Regions from separate parts of the Zea mays genome. Here all the other regions are linked to region 1. Evidence: chromatin contacts called from public Hi-C data. All regions are on one chromosome and are shown on one strand. Each heading gives the region's core, a stretch centred on a gene start, on an enhancer-like site or on the middle of the called end of the contact. The rest is flanking DNA. Distances are from core to core; before and after follow the strand shown.

Region 1 (4,022 bases), core at 512-3,011:
ATACATGGACATATAAAACACAAGCAATCTACAATCACAAGTTATGCACACTTACACATAATTATAGATGTACAAATTAATAATTAAGCATGACATGAGTACATGACACATGAAAGTTCGGGTAGTTCGGTTATTTCGGATACCCGATTGTGATATCTGAATTACCCAAAATAAATTCGGGTTTTGCAAGGTGCTACCCGAAATTCATGAACAAAATTCAGTTTTCGGGTATTCCGGGTTCGGTTTCGGGTTATGGGTTTTTTGCCCAGCTCTAGTTAGACTCCAACTTGTAACCACCTCCACCATGAACAAGAGACTTTGAAGCCTCCCCTCCTTCTCTCGCCCAGTTTGTACCCCCTACTACAAGCTTTGATCAATGGTGTCAATAGCGCAAGTCGTCGATGACTGGATGTAGAGACATTTTGCCCGAACTAGTATAAATCTTACGCACACTACGCACATCGTATGGAGCCCGAAACGAACACAATAAAATTACTTATCGGAGCACGGTTCGAAAACACCGCAAGTTGCTTTTAGTTGAAAACATTCAAACACCCCTAGCTAATAGTCCATCTAATTATTAGCTTACCCTCAACTACCAATTAGTTAATTAGCTGGTTCAACTCGACTAAAATCAACTAATAGTTAGCCAGCTACGAGTTAGTCCGCTAATTTTACTAGTAATTTTTTAGCTAGCTAACTAGTAGCACTAGAACACTAATGCATTCAAACAGGTCTTAAGTCCTTTATGAGCACTAGCTAGATGTCTGTGTATTGCTATGGATTTCTATATATATCATATAGGTAGACTTTGGTTTAATAAAATAAAAAATATATATGTTATATTCGTTAGATGAGTTTAAATGTGGAGTCAACAATCAATGTTCGAACCCCATTTGTCACACAACAACAAAACTGTGAAAATTGGTGTTTTACATAGTCGTTACATTTCATGCCTCCCACCTTTCACACCTTTGACCAAAATTTGACCAGAACAAGTATTGTCCGTTATTTTCACAAATTTCCAAAAAAACTTGAGAAGTATTCCAGGCATATACAATTTAAAGACCATGGATCAATCTTTAAAATACGAGAGATAACTAATAGACTACATGATATAATTATGATTCTTTGGATCATGAATAATGTTAAGTGACATTATATATGGAGGCTTAGAGAGTCATGTAGAGATATATTATTCGCAAAAAAATATGCCTTTTGTGTTTTTAAATAACTTTTAGAGACTCTCGACATACTCTGTATTAAATAGTTTTGCTAAGAAAAGAGTACAACCGTCCGTCCTCCGTCCACACAGTCACAGACGCGCAAAGAAAAATCCGGGTCAATGCTCCCTCCTCCCCTGCCTGCCAATAACCGGCCGTGCCATCGTGTACCGCCGCGACACGGTGCACGATCGGAGCGCGGATATTTTTGAAGCGCGCGCGCGCACGAACGTGAACACCGTTTGACCGAAGCCGTCGGACCCGGGCCGGCGCGTGCTAGTGGTGTACAGTGTACTGTTTGGTCTTGGTGGTGTAGGAACGCTGACGCACCCGACTCGGCCGGCCGCGGCCTGGCGGCTGGCGGCGTCCGCCCACCACTGGCTGGCCACAGCTCCCCGTGTCGCGCACGGCCCCCGCTCCCTCCTCGCCAACCTCGTGCTGACAGCCCATTGGCCTCGGCCTGCAGCCAGCGGCTATCGGCTAGCGGCCAGCTTCCTTTTTATCAACAACTACTACCCGCCGTGACCTCGCGAGTCGCGACCCGGACGCGACTAGTACACTGCCTGCCAAACAGCTGAGCAGAGTAGAGTAGAGCAGAGGGCGAAGTGCAGCGCAGTGTGCCCCGTCTCGGAACAGCGCGGACCACCAGAGCGTGCGCGTCCGTGCCCCACCCCTCCCTCTCTATCCATGGCGGTCCCCCGCGGGTGCCTCGGGCTCCCCCTGGTCGCCGTGCTCCTCGCGTCCCTCTGCCGCGGCCAGGCGGCGGTGAGGGAGCTCAAGGTCGGGTACTACGCCGAGACGTGCCCGGAGGCCGAGGACATCGTCCGTGAGACCATGGCGCGCGCGCGCGCACGCGAGGCCCGCAGCGTCGCCTCCGTCATGCGCCTCCAGTTCCACGACTGCTTCGTCAACGTGAGCCGCCCGCCCGCCCCACGCATCTGATCTCGCTCCGGTTGCGCTACGTGGCTTCCTCCCTCCCTCCCTCCGCGCGCGGTCGATCTGACGCGATGGATTCTCTCTTCTGCTCCTTCCCGGTGGCGGGGGGCGGCTGCAGGGGTGCGACGGCTCGGTGCTGATGGACGCCACGCCGACGATGCCCGGCGAGAAGGATGCGCTCTCCAACATCAACTCCCTGCGCTCGTTCGAGGTCGTCGACGAGATCAAGGACGCGCTGGAGGAGCGCTGCCCCGGAGTGGTCTCCTGCGCCGACATCGTCATCATGGCCGCCCGCGACGCCGTCGTCCTGGTACGCGCCTCCCCCCCGCACCCTGCACGAGATCCATTGCTTTGTTTTGTTCACTTGGGCTATTCTCAATGCAAAATTTCTAACGTTGGAAATAAAAAATGCTATAAAACTAAGAATAAAAAAATAACTCCTGGGGTAAAATTCCGCTTCAATATTTCGTACACTACCATACACCATTAAATATTACAACTAAATGACCAACGCTTTTAGTGAAACATGTGAAGATGAAATAAACCACTAAATGAAAGTTTCAAACGAGGGTTTTACACTGTTTTCAAAACTTTGTAAACGAGATGACATGATTTTATTCCTATCAAACTAATTTTATCTTTTATAGAATCCATTAAACAAATATTATGTCATATCATCTAAAATTCTAATGTAACGTACGATTAAATGTATATGAAACCACCGTGAAACCAGACTGAGAGTAGCCTTAAACACCAGATATATGCGATACCGATGCACATGGTGTTTCTCTTGACCTGTCATGCGGTCTACCGTTTCCCATTCGCTTCCGCTTTGTCTGCCGTTTCCTGTCCAAATCCTGCGTTTCTTTCTGCTCAGCTCTGTCTGCCGTTTGCACTCCCAAATCCAGCGTTTCCAGTGCAGAACCCAGCGTTGATGGTGCTCCCCACAGCTTCCAGGATCCACTGTGAATAAAAGACAAGAGAAGAAATGAAGAATATCAATTAGAAAAGTTTTTTTTTCCACGAATTGCTTTTGCTGCCACGGCGCAGCGCTGCGCAGCGCTGTGGGCACGGCTGCTTCGTGCTGCTCCACAGCCAAGGCGGCGTGTGCCGGGCAAGGACCTGGCACCTCTAGCTTCATGTCGCGTTCTTCGGAACGCTTTTCGTGCCACTAGCCTTGCGTCGCGTTCAACCTTACGTTCACGTACAAAATGGGCATTCGAGGATTGTCCGCAAGTACAGAATATGGTTGGTGCCATGCCAATGCCAACCGCATCACTCGCGTGTGCGCAGCATGGCCAAGCATTCATCGCTCCGTTTTACATTACATGTTTTATCTGCTTGGTGGGGGGGGGGGGGGGGGGGGAAATGCTTAGGTAGTTTCAATTATCTTCGTACTAATGGCTTTTATCGGGAAATCAATTGACGCTTTCTAAATTTTAGAACAATAAAGGCATTTGATGTACAAGTTGGCAGGCAGGATCACGATCATTTTGCCTACCACTGACCATGGCACCTTACCATTGACGACATGGCGATGCATGCACGGTGCACATCCCAGTTAGGGCATGTTCGTTTAGACCAATCCAGAGGGGGATTGGAGAGGTTTAAATCCCCGTCTAGTCAAAAATGACTAGGCAGGGATTTAAACCCCTTCAATCCCCCTCTGGATTGGTCTAACCGAACAAGCCCTTAGCTGTGCACCTGCAGGGCTGGGCATCACGCGCCTACCCACCCGGCTCGGCTCGCGTCGCGTGCACCTCACACCACCTGCCTCCCTCATGGGCCATATGCAGACTACACAGAGAGGGAGAGCGCCAGAGACCCAGACGGCCAGACCAGACAGATGCGTAGTATATGCAT
Region 2 (4,022 bases), core at 936-3,435, 480 kb before region 1:
AGTATCGTCGTAAATTTTGATGCACACCAGTATGTTCGTATGAAGATGTTAAGAAAACTGCGCTAGGACCTGTTGAATCATACGTATACACTGAATAGATGCTGACCTGAGACCCGTCCTTTGCGCTTAACTGTGCCTGCATGATTCTCCTGAACACGTCCGGATTGGCCATGCCGGCAGCGCCGCCCTGGATCAGGCCTGGCTGCGAGAGCTGCAGCTGTGGGTGCATCATTTCCGGGGAGAATCCAAGGGAAGACGAAGGAACGCCAGGGAAGCGGAGAAGCTGATGGTAAAGAATATATGGCTTTGTTAGATTCTTACATGTATAACAAATGGAGAGAGAGAGAGAGAGAATGGGATTGCAGGAAGCATCATACATCTTTCGATAGAAGCCCTTCTATGTTGAGGTCGAGCCTTGGGTTTACCGTTGCGAGCTTCATTGATAAGAACTGCATGATGCAACAAGATCAATTCAATGTTTTGATGCTTGCCATGATCAGTATGTAATAAGGGATGTACAGAATTCTATTCATGTTCTAGTCTCGGTATCTAGCGATTCTACTTCCTCTCTTCCAAATGAAGACTTGGTTCGTAGCTAAGCCTTGATTGAGACAAAGTTGTGCGTATTTTAACATACAAGTTACTGATTACCTCGACTTGTCTTTGCAGGGACTGGACATAGTTGATGATCTCGTCAAGCATCACCGCCTTCCCAGTGACCTGGATTCCAATGGACAGAGATGTTCATTTGTAATGAAAACCAACATAAAAACACACAAGCAAGTTCTGTTCCCCTTTTCTTTCTTCTGTGTGGAAGATAGACCTACTTTGCTGCAGCCAGGAACGAGGTCCTGCAGCAGCTTCATCCTCTCGCTAATCTTCTCCCTCCTCAACTGCAGAGAAAAAAAGACGCAGCAAGCAGGGTTAAACATTGGGGTGTGAATTCCAGACCGCGATCCACAGCAGACGGTAAACACGGGGATGCCACCCGTTGATCAAATCCGTACCCTTTCTGCTAGGCTGTGGCTGTTGGTTGCCTGTCCGCGCCGAGCTCGGACATGAATGTAGTCTTCCTTCTGGGACTCGGAGGTCTCTCTCGCCCCCTTTCCTTTCGACTTGCCGGGTCCGGTGGTGGTTGTTGCCAGGCTGCTCTCCTCGCCTTTGTCCTTGCTGTGCACGCTCTCGTTCGCTGAGTCGGCGGGCAGGTTCGACGACTGGACCTGATCGCCTCCCATCACCTGATGCATGACAGCATGAGCATGAGCATCCATCCAGTTTATACGGCAGCGGGGAAGTTGCAGACACGAGCAGCAAAGCAAGCAAGGAGAGAGAGAGAGAGAGAGAGAGAGAGAGAGAGAGAGAGAGAGAGAGAGAGAGAGAGAGAGAGAGAGAGAGAGAGAGAGAGAGAGAGAGAGAGAGAGCGGTCACCTCGTTAGGCCTTCTCCTCTTCTTGGAGTCGGACGTCCCCTTGGACGAGCAGTCCCCCGCAGCAGCCGCCTCCGAGCTCAGAACCCCGTCGTGGCCGTTCCGGCCGAGCTCCGGCTCGCCCTTGTCGCTGCCGTCCTTCGTCCTCTGGTGGTCCAGCAGCGCCTCCGAGGATCCACTGAACGCGCTGTTCATGGGTTGATGATCAGCTGCTGCGCCGAAGGCAGCCATCACCCCGCCGCCGCCGCCGCCGCCGAAGCAGGAAGCCCGCGCGGCGCGCTCGATGAAGCCGGAGTCCACGGGGAAATGGGCGAGGCCCTGCGGGAGGAAACCGGGGACCGGCGCCAAGAAGCCGGCCCGCGCGGCCGACCTGCCGCCCGCGTCGGAGAGCGCCATGGCCTGGGAGGTGGACGCCCACAGGCCGGCGGACGCGAAGGCGGAGTCCATCATGGGAACCTGCTGCTGCTGCGGCGGCGCGCACGAGAAGGCGGCGGCGCTGAATTGGGTCTGCCAGTCCACCGGGATGCCGGAGGACGCGTTGCCCTCCATCCCTTTCTCGCCGCTCTCGTTCATGTCCATCGCTTCGCTTGCCTGTAGCACTCACACGAGAGACGCACGCGAGAGGCCGGCGCAGAGTGGCCGGGCGCACCGAAGGTCAATGGGTGGATCAGAGACGAGAAAGGCTAGAGAAGAAGAAGTAGCTCCTCCATTGGCCGGAGAGGTTCATAGGCAGGCAGGCAGGCAATATGATAGCCGGAGCAAGCACGCACGCAAGCGAGAAGCTAGCTCCCGTCACGGCCTAGAGCCTATGGCAGGAAAAGGAAAGATGCCCACAGCCACTGGAGATTGTGATGCTATCTGCTGTTCCGTTCCGGCGAGAGGCATAGGAAGAAGCGCTACGAAAGAGGGTGGGAGGGCATAGACCATACGGGAGGGAGAGTGAGAGAGACAGAGAGAGAGAGGGGCTTGTAGGCAAAGGCTTGTCAGATTTTATAGGGTCTACTAGCACTTGTTCAGTAGCTGTTGTAGTTTCACCAGTAGTGACTAGTGACTAGTGAGTGGTACATGCATGCATGGCGAGCCACCACACCGATTAGTAGCTGCAGGCAGCCGCTTTACTCCTCCTAATCACCACCATCATGGCCGGGCGTTGTTTAAGCTAGCCTCGATGGACCTTATTTTGAAGGGCGTCTCGCCTTCGCTTTATCTTTGTTAACAGCGCTTTAATCATGCTGTTTACCTTTGCTTTTGTTTACTTACTTCCTACGAGTAGCTAGGAGACTCACCCTCTCACACACGCACAGCCAGCGAGCAAGCGTAGAGAGGAAGGGGGCTGGCTCTGGCTCTGGCTGATCGATCAGGTTCTTCTTCACGGCACGGCACGGCACACACAGCACAGCAATACTCCTACTACTGCAATGGGCAATGGGCATTACCGTGCCGGCATCCCTGACAGTGCCAACTCCCACGGGCATTTGTTTATGGTGGGCGCAAGCGCAACCTCTCGCTCGCTTTCCTCGAGGCGCCTGGCTGTAAATTATGCCCCTCGCCTCAGCCTCCCCTGCCCCGAATCATTATTTGACTGCCGGGGTTTTATTTAATTTATAGTCGGCACGGCCAATTATTTACACGCCCTTCATGATCGGCATGATTAGTTTTGTTGAAGAAGAAAAATGGTGGTCAACATTAGCAGGGGTGGGGGTGCCGATCGAGGCATTGCCTCCCTTACTTACCCCCACGGCAAAGCAAGCCTACTTTCTTTCTTTCTTTCACATCTCGTGCATCCTCCGGTCAGTCTTCTATTAGGCCAATCTGGTAACTGGCCATGAAATCAGTTACTTCAGCTTAGAGGCAGAAACAGGGGAGGGTGGGTTTGAGAGAGAAGAAGAGAGAGAGAGAAAAAAATCAAAGGCAGGGTCTTTAGATCGTTGGGCTAGCTTCCGGTTAAGGGCAAGCAAGCTTGGGGCAGCTGATGAAAGAGATGCGGCTTCTGGGTTCATCAGATTCCCCCCCTAATCTCAAATCTTTCTTTGCGGCAAATAAACAAGTTTTTTTATTAAAAAAACTATTCGTTAGCCTCGGGCCACGCACAGGCTCGAATCTAGCTTTAGATTAGTTAAAGCAGGCCTCCTCCCGCCCATGCAATATTTCTATTCACTCCAAACACGCTTTTGCCCCCCTCCCCTGCCCTGCCCCTCCCCGGCCTTAAGCTTAAGCTTTTAAAACTTGGGTGTTTCTCCCGGAACAAAGAAAGAAAGAAAGAAAGAAAAGCATCAGGAAGGAACCTGATAAAAAATCTCCACGGCTCCTCCAATCCAATGCACACCGCCGAGAAGTGGCCTGCAAGTTACTGGGTTATTCCCTGCCCGCTTAAACTTTACCTTTCCTTCAGCACAGCAGCTGCCTGCCTGCCTGCCATTACCGACCCTCGCTAAGCTGCTCCATCCTCCCTAAAGCGGTCACGGAAAGCAGACCGGAACCGAATCTCGGGAGAAATGCTAAACTAAGGACGGCAAAAGGATACGAACACGACCTCAAGGCAAGCTCCGCGGACCACCCCGGGCGACGTGGATAACAAGCCTTGCTACTAGATTCCT
Region 3 (4,022 bases), core at 578-3,077, 390 kb before region 1:
GTGCCTATGGAGTTCCACAAGTCCTGCATCTGCCTACCTGTTGAGGACTTTGATATCTCTATATTCTAGTGTGGGCCATTCAGACACTATTCAGACAATCCTTTCTAGGTATCTTTGCTGTATGTAATTTCTTTTTTGCTTGAATTGTATATATAATATGTTCAAGGCTTTCGTAGAAAGCTGTATATTGCGAGGCAAACATCATGAGCAGAGTGATAATGAACTAACATTTATCATGACGGTTGACATTGTAGATTTGTTGTATGCTCATATAGCGTCTACAACTCTACATTGACTTTCATCTGTCATGCTAGATATACTTTTTGGTTCATCTTGTATCTACTAGTTCAATCAAGGCTTTCTTGCTCGATTTCAGGGATCGTAATACTGTTGCTGGTATAATTCCTCCACATCAATTGCAGAGGAGGTGCTTTAATCAACTGCTTTATAGCACTTACAGATGCAAAGAGTAGTCGATTGCACACATCAGGTGATAGCTATAGGCTCTTGTACCACGTGTATGTTTCTTTATGCTGGTTTGTAAACGAGATGTTTGTACTTTGTACTATAGTTTTTGTAATCAGTCTCTCTTTCAAGATTTACGTCTCATATAAATAGTATGTGCATTGTTTAATTCGCATGTTTAACGGCCAGAAATGAACCCCTGGTGTCAATTGGTTTACCCTGGATGCTTAATCGGCAAAATAAATTTCTCTCTTTCATAGAGTTTAGTAGCTCTTTCTGTTAGTAAAATTGCCACTTTGCAGCCATATAAAAACATTTCAAACCCTACACATACTGGGAAGAAGTAAAAAAGCAATTAAATAGAGAACAACCTTCGAAATATATCTGGAGAGAGTGCCCTCTGTTAATATCTATATAAATACATGCACTTTTTTATATGATACTATGAGGATGGTGATAAGAGTATCTAAGGGGTACATATTTGCCCTAAGATCCCAAAAGATTTGCATTCCCCATGCTGATTTTAGCTAGATTGTAAATGGTTGGGAGACATCCTACAAGGGTTTTACAACAGTTACCTAAAGAAGCTTGTTCGTGAAGAACAGGAACTACGTCTCTTGTTGTGGCTCCTTCTGGTGGTCTTCTCTTCCTTCTTCATCTTGCCTGCCTTTTTGTCACAGTTGTTAGGGAGCTTGGTTTGTTCGTCTTGCTCATCGCTATCTTGTTCTTCTATGGAATTGTCTCTTTTCTCATGAATTTTCTTTTCCTTGCCATTAAGCACCTTCACTTGAGCTGGTCCTGTGGAAGCATCAGAAGCTAATGAATCATAGTCTCCATCATCATAATCCATGTTGTCGTTTTTGCTTCTACCATTGCTACAGCCACTGCCAACATTACTCCATTTGCTGCCATTGGCTTTGAGATCATCACTGTTCACTGGGGAGCCCAGGTACATCGTCCACCCAGATTCATTACTGTTGCACTCTTCAGCATTGTCCCCAGTAAGCTGAGAGGAGTCCATAACAAGAGAGTGCAGGGACACAGAAAGAGAGGCCAAGGACAACACAAGGAAAGGAAGATGAAATTATGAGAGAACTGACTGATGGAACACACGCTAATACTTCTTCAGAGCACCTCAACAACCCAACTTCAAAGAAGGCTTTCTTGTTCTCACTCCTTGACCTGCAGCCTGAGAAGAGCATCGAAGCCCTCTCTCTCTCTGGTCTCTCTCTTCACAGGGCAGACAATGCAGGGTAGGGGCAGAATTCCATGAGGCTAAGAACTATGCAAGGTGGTTGCTTGTGACTGTGTGGAAGCTTGTCATGGGGCTGAAGAAACGATGGCAGTGCCTTTAAATTGGAAAGGCAGCCTATCCTTCCAACTGTTCCTCATAACTTTCTCAACTATTTCTGTACCTTCTGTTGCTACCAAAGGCAGCGGGGAGAACATTTGCTTGCAATGCAGTGTTCCAGGTATTTCCACCTGTAGTCCATGTGGCCTTGGACTCTCGCCTCATGGTGGGGTCCTGTCAGAGGTATACGTGCATGGGTTGGGCCATGATTTGGTAGGATTGGAAGGTTAGAATGAGGCTGGCATAGCTCAAAAGGTTTGTTGTCGCTGCTGTGTCTGCCTGTCATGCAAATGCGTAACTTGTTTATGACACATGTCTTGCGTTACAGGACCAGGAGAACATGTCTTTTGTTTGCTTTAGCATCCGCGTGCAGACAATTACCAATTAGGCTCAGCCATTAGATTCACGTGCCGTATTTTGTTTTCCAGTTCTATCGTAATAATCAGTGGTTGCATTCTGTTTGTTAACTCCTGAGACTGCAGTTTGATGGTTACTGACATCCCAGAGACGCTGAAAGTTTGTTGTGCCACATAGCTAGCAGCAGGAGTATGCTGGAATCTGACAGGCTACTAAACGCACCGGTTATATTTTATTCCGCTGACACGGTTGTTTTCCTGTGTGGATCAGCGGATGCCAAACTTGAGTATGTGGCATCCTTTCCTCCAAGTTGGAGGGACGAACAAGGCTACGACTACCGCTGCCTGCCTGAATTGATCCTGAAGCTTTCAGGAAGTCAGAGGCTGTCAGGGACAAGTGCTTGCGGTACTGGTAAGAAAAATGCTGAGCCCAGCCCAGCTTGATGCATCTTTTGATGGCCATAGAGCACTGAACCCCTGAAGGCCTGAACCTGCTCACGTGCGTCTTTTTACTCCGGCCGTTCATTTTTTCCCCTGACGAATGTCAGTTGTCACAGGCCATTGCCAATTTGATTAAATACTCTGGTCCAGTTTGGATTATGTTCGTAGTGGCCCATGTGTTATTGATCTGAGATTGTTAGATTCAAACCCATTTATACCTTGAGATCGTTACCTTCAAAGCGTGGCAAAAGTGTAGGCGGTCTGCACGATCTTGGAAAACTGGGCACTGATGCACCCTCCATCTCTATTTCCAATTGCAAGACCACAAACTCTATTTAAAGTTGCAATATATATTGGTTTTTTGATATATTATTTTTATTATGATATAAATAGTTTATAATTTGGAATCGAGGGTCGAGGGAGACGATAAATAAATAAACAAAAAAAAATAACAAAAGACAATTACATGAGCATTGCAAACTACCGCAGATAGAGGTGGAAAAAGACAACTAAGACCGAGGCCCAACAGCATCCACATCCGCGATGCGATCGAGGAGGATTCGAGGGCCTTCCCCCCCAATCGTATTATCGGCCCTGCGCGAGTACCTGTCGGTTCCAATCATATTATCGGCCCTGCGCCATTGCCTGTCGAGCTGCTAGAGGCCAGGCGTCCACGGCTGCGCATCGTTGAACAAGTCCTCCAATACGCTTTCCCAAAGTCATGAAGGCGAAAGGACAGCCAAGAGAGCACATCATCAGCCACTTGAGCAACAACTATAGGACCAGCCTAGAGCCTATACCCATCGCAGCCAATACTAGGTACTAACTAGCACGTCGGTGATGGAGATATTGTATTGGAGTGCAAGGAAGATCCTCGTACCTGACGATGTTGATGGCCTGAGCGGCTGAGCACCTTGTGTATACGAAAGTTTTGGTGCCATCTACCTCCTCTTCATTTTTCCCCTTATGAAATTTTCATCACCTGTATGGTTGGTGGAGAAATCTAAGAGGTCTCTGTAATAGGCAATCTAGAAAAAAAAATCGACGGGCTTCTGATCTATTTTTTGTGGAGCTTATGGTTAGAAAAAAACAACAGGATCTTTAGGAATCAGCAGAAGAATCCAGATCAGGTCGCTTCTTTAGTGAAAGAGCTAGTTGGTGCTCTATTGGGTTAGTTTGGGCCTGGTGGTCTCGGAGTTGTATTTAGCAGTAGGTGGTTGAGTTTTGCCCTTCTTCTTTCTTCCCTCCCCCCTTTTTTGTCTTCGTGAGTGTCTTGTAAGTGTTTCTCCTCTCTAATATATTGGACCGGCAAATCTTTTGCCCCTCCCTTTTCAAAAAAACAAAATTTTCATCACGCCTGCTCAAGTAAAAATGCATTGTTAACCAGGCAACCTTAAGGGCCCCCATTG

What was found. A called contact is a pair of places that touch in the nucleus more often than the background predicts.
Region 2: a Hi-C map of ear shows a contact between it and region 1, with 3 times the contacts expected there. The contact joins the promoter of LOC100383089 here to the promoter of LOC100282411 in region 1. A contact is called at or near these places in 2 of 25 Hi-C or Micro-C datasets (ear and leaf).
Region 3: a contact with region 1 is called in a Hi-C map of leaf, with 2.8 times the contacts expected there. The contact joins the promoter of LOC100278455 here to the promoter of LOC100282411 in region 1. A contact is called at or near these places in 3 of 25 Hi-C or Micro-C datasets (ear, leaf and tassel).

The regions. Positions count from the first base shown.
Region 1 is chr7:134,829,159-134,833,180 of Zm-B73-REFERENCE-NAM-5.0, reverse strand. LOC100282411 reads left to right here and starts at 1,761. Exons shown (of 3, transcript NM_001155322.2): 1 at 1,761-2,135; 2 at 2,278-2,469. The coding sequence starts at 1,911.
Region 2 is chr7:135,305,904-135,309,925 of Zm-B73-REFERENCE-NAM-5.0, reverse strand. It overlaps LOC100383089, which reads right to left and starts at 2,185. Exons shown (of 7, transcript NM_001366809.1): 1 at 1,429-2,185; 2 at 1,008-1,238; 3 at 828-893; 4 at 652-720; 5 at 378-449; 6 at 107-283. The coding sequence starts at 2,004.
Region 3 is chr7:135,215,027-135,219,048 of Zm-B73-REFERENCE-NAM-5.0, reverse strand. LOC100278455 reads right to left here and starts at 1,827. Exons shown (of 1, transcript NM_001151729.2): 1 at 826-1,827. The coding sequence starts at 1,486. The coding sequence ends at 1,040. It overlaps LOC100277473 (a long non-coding RNA gene), which reads left to right. Exons shown (of 2, transcript NR_157099.1): 2 at 377-653.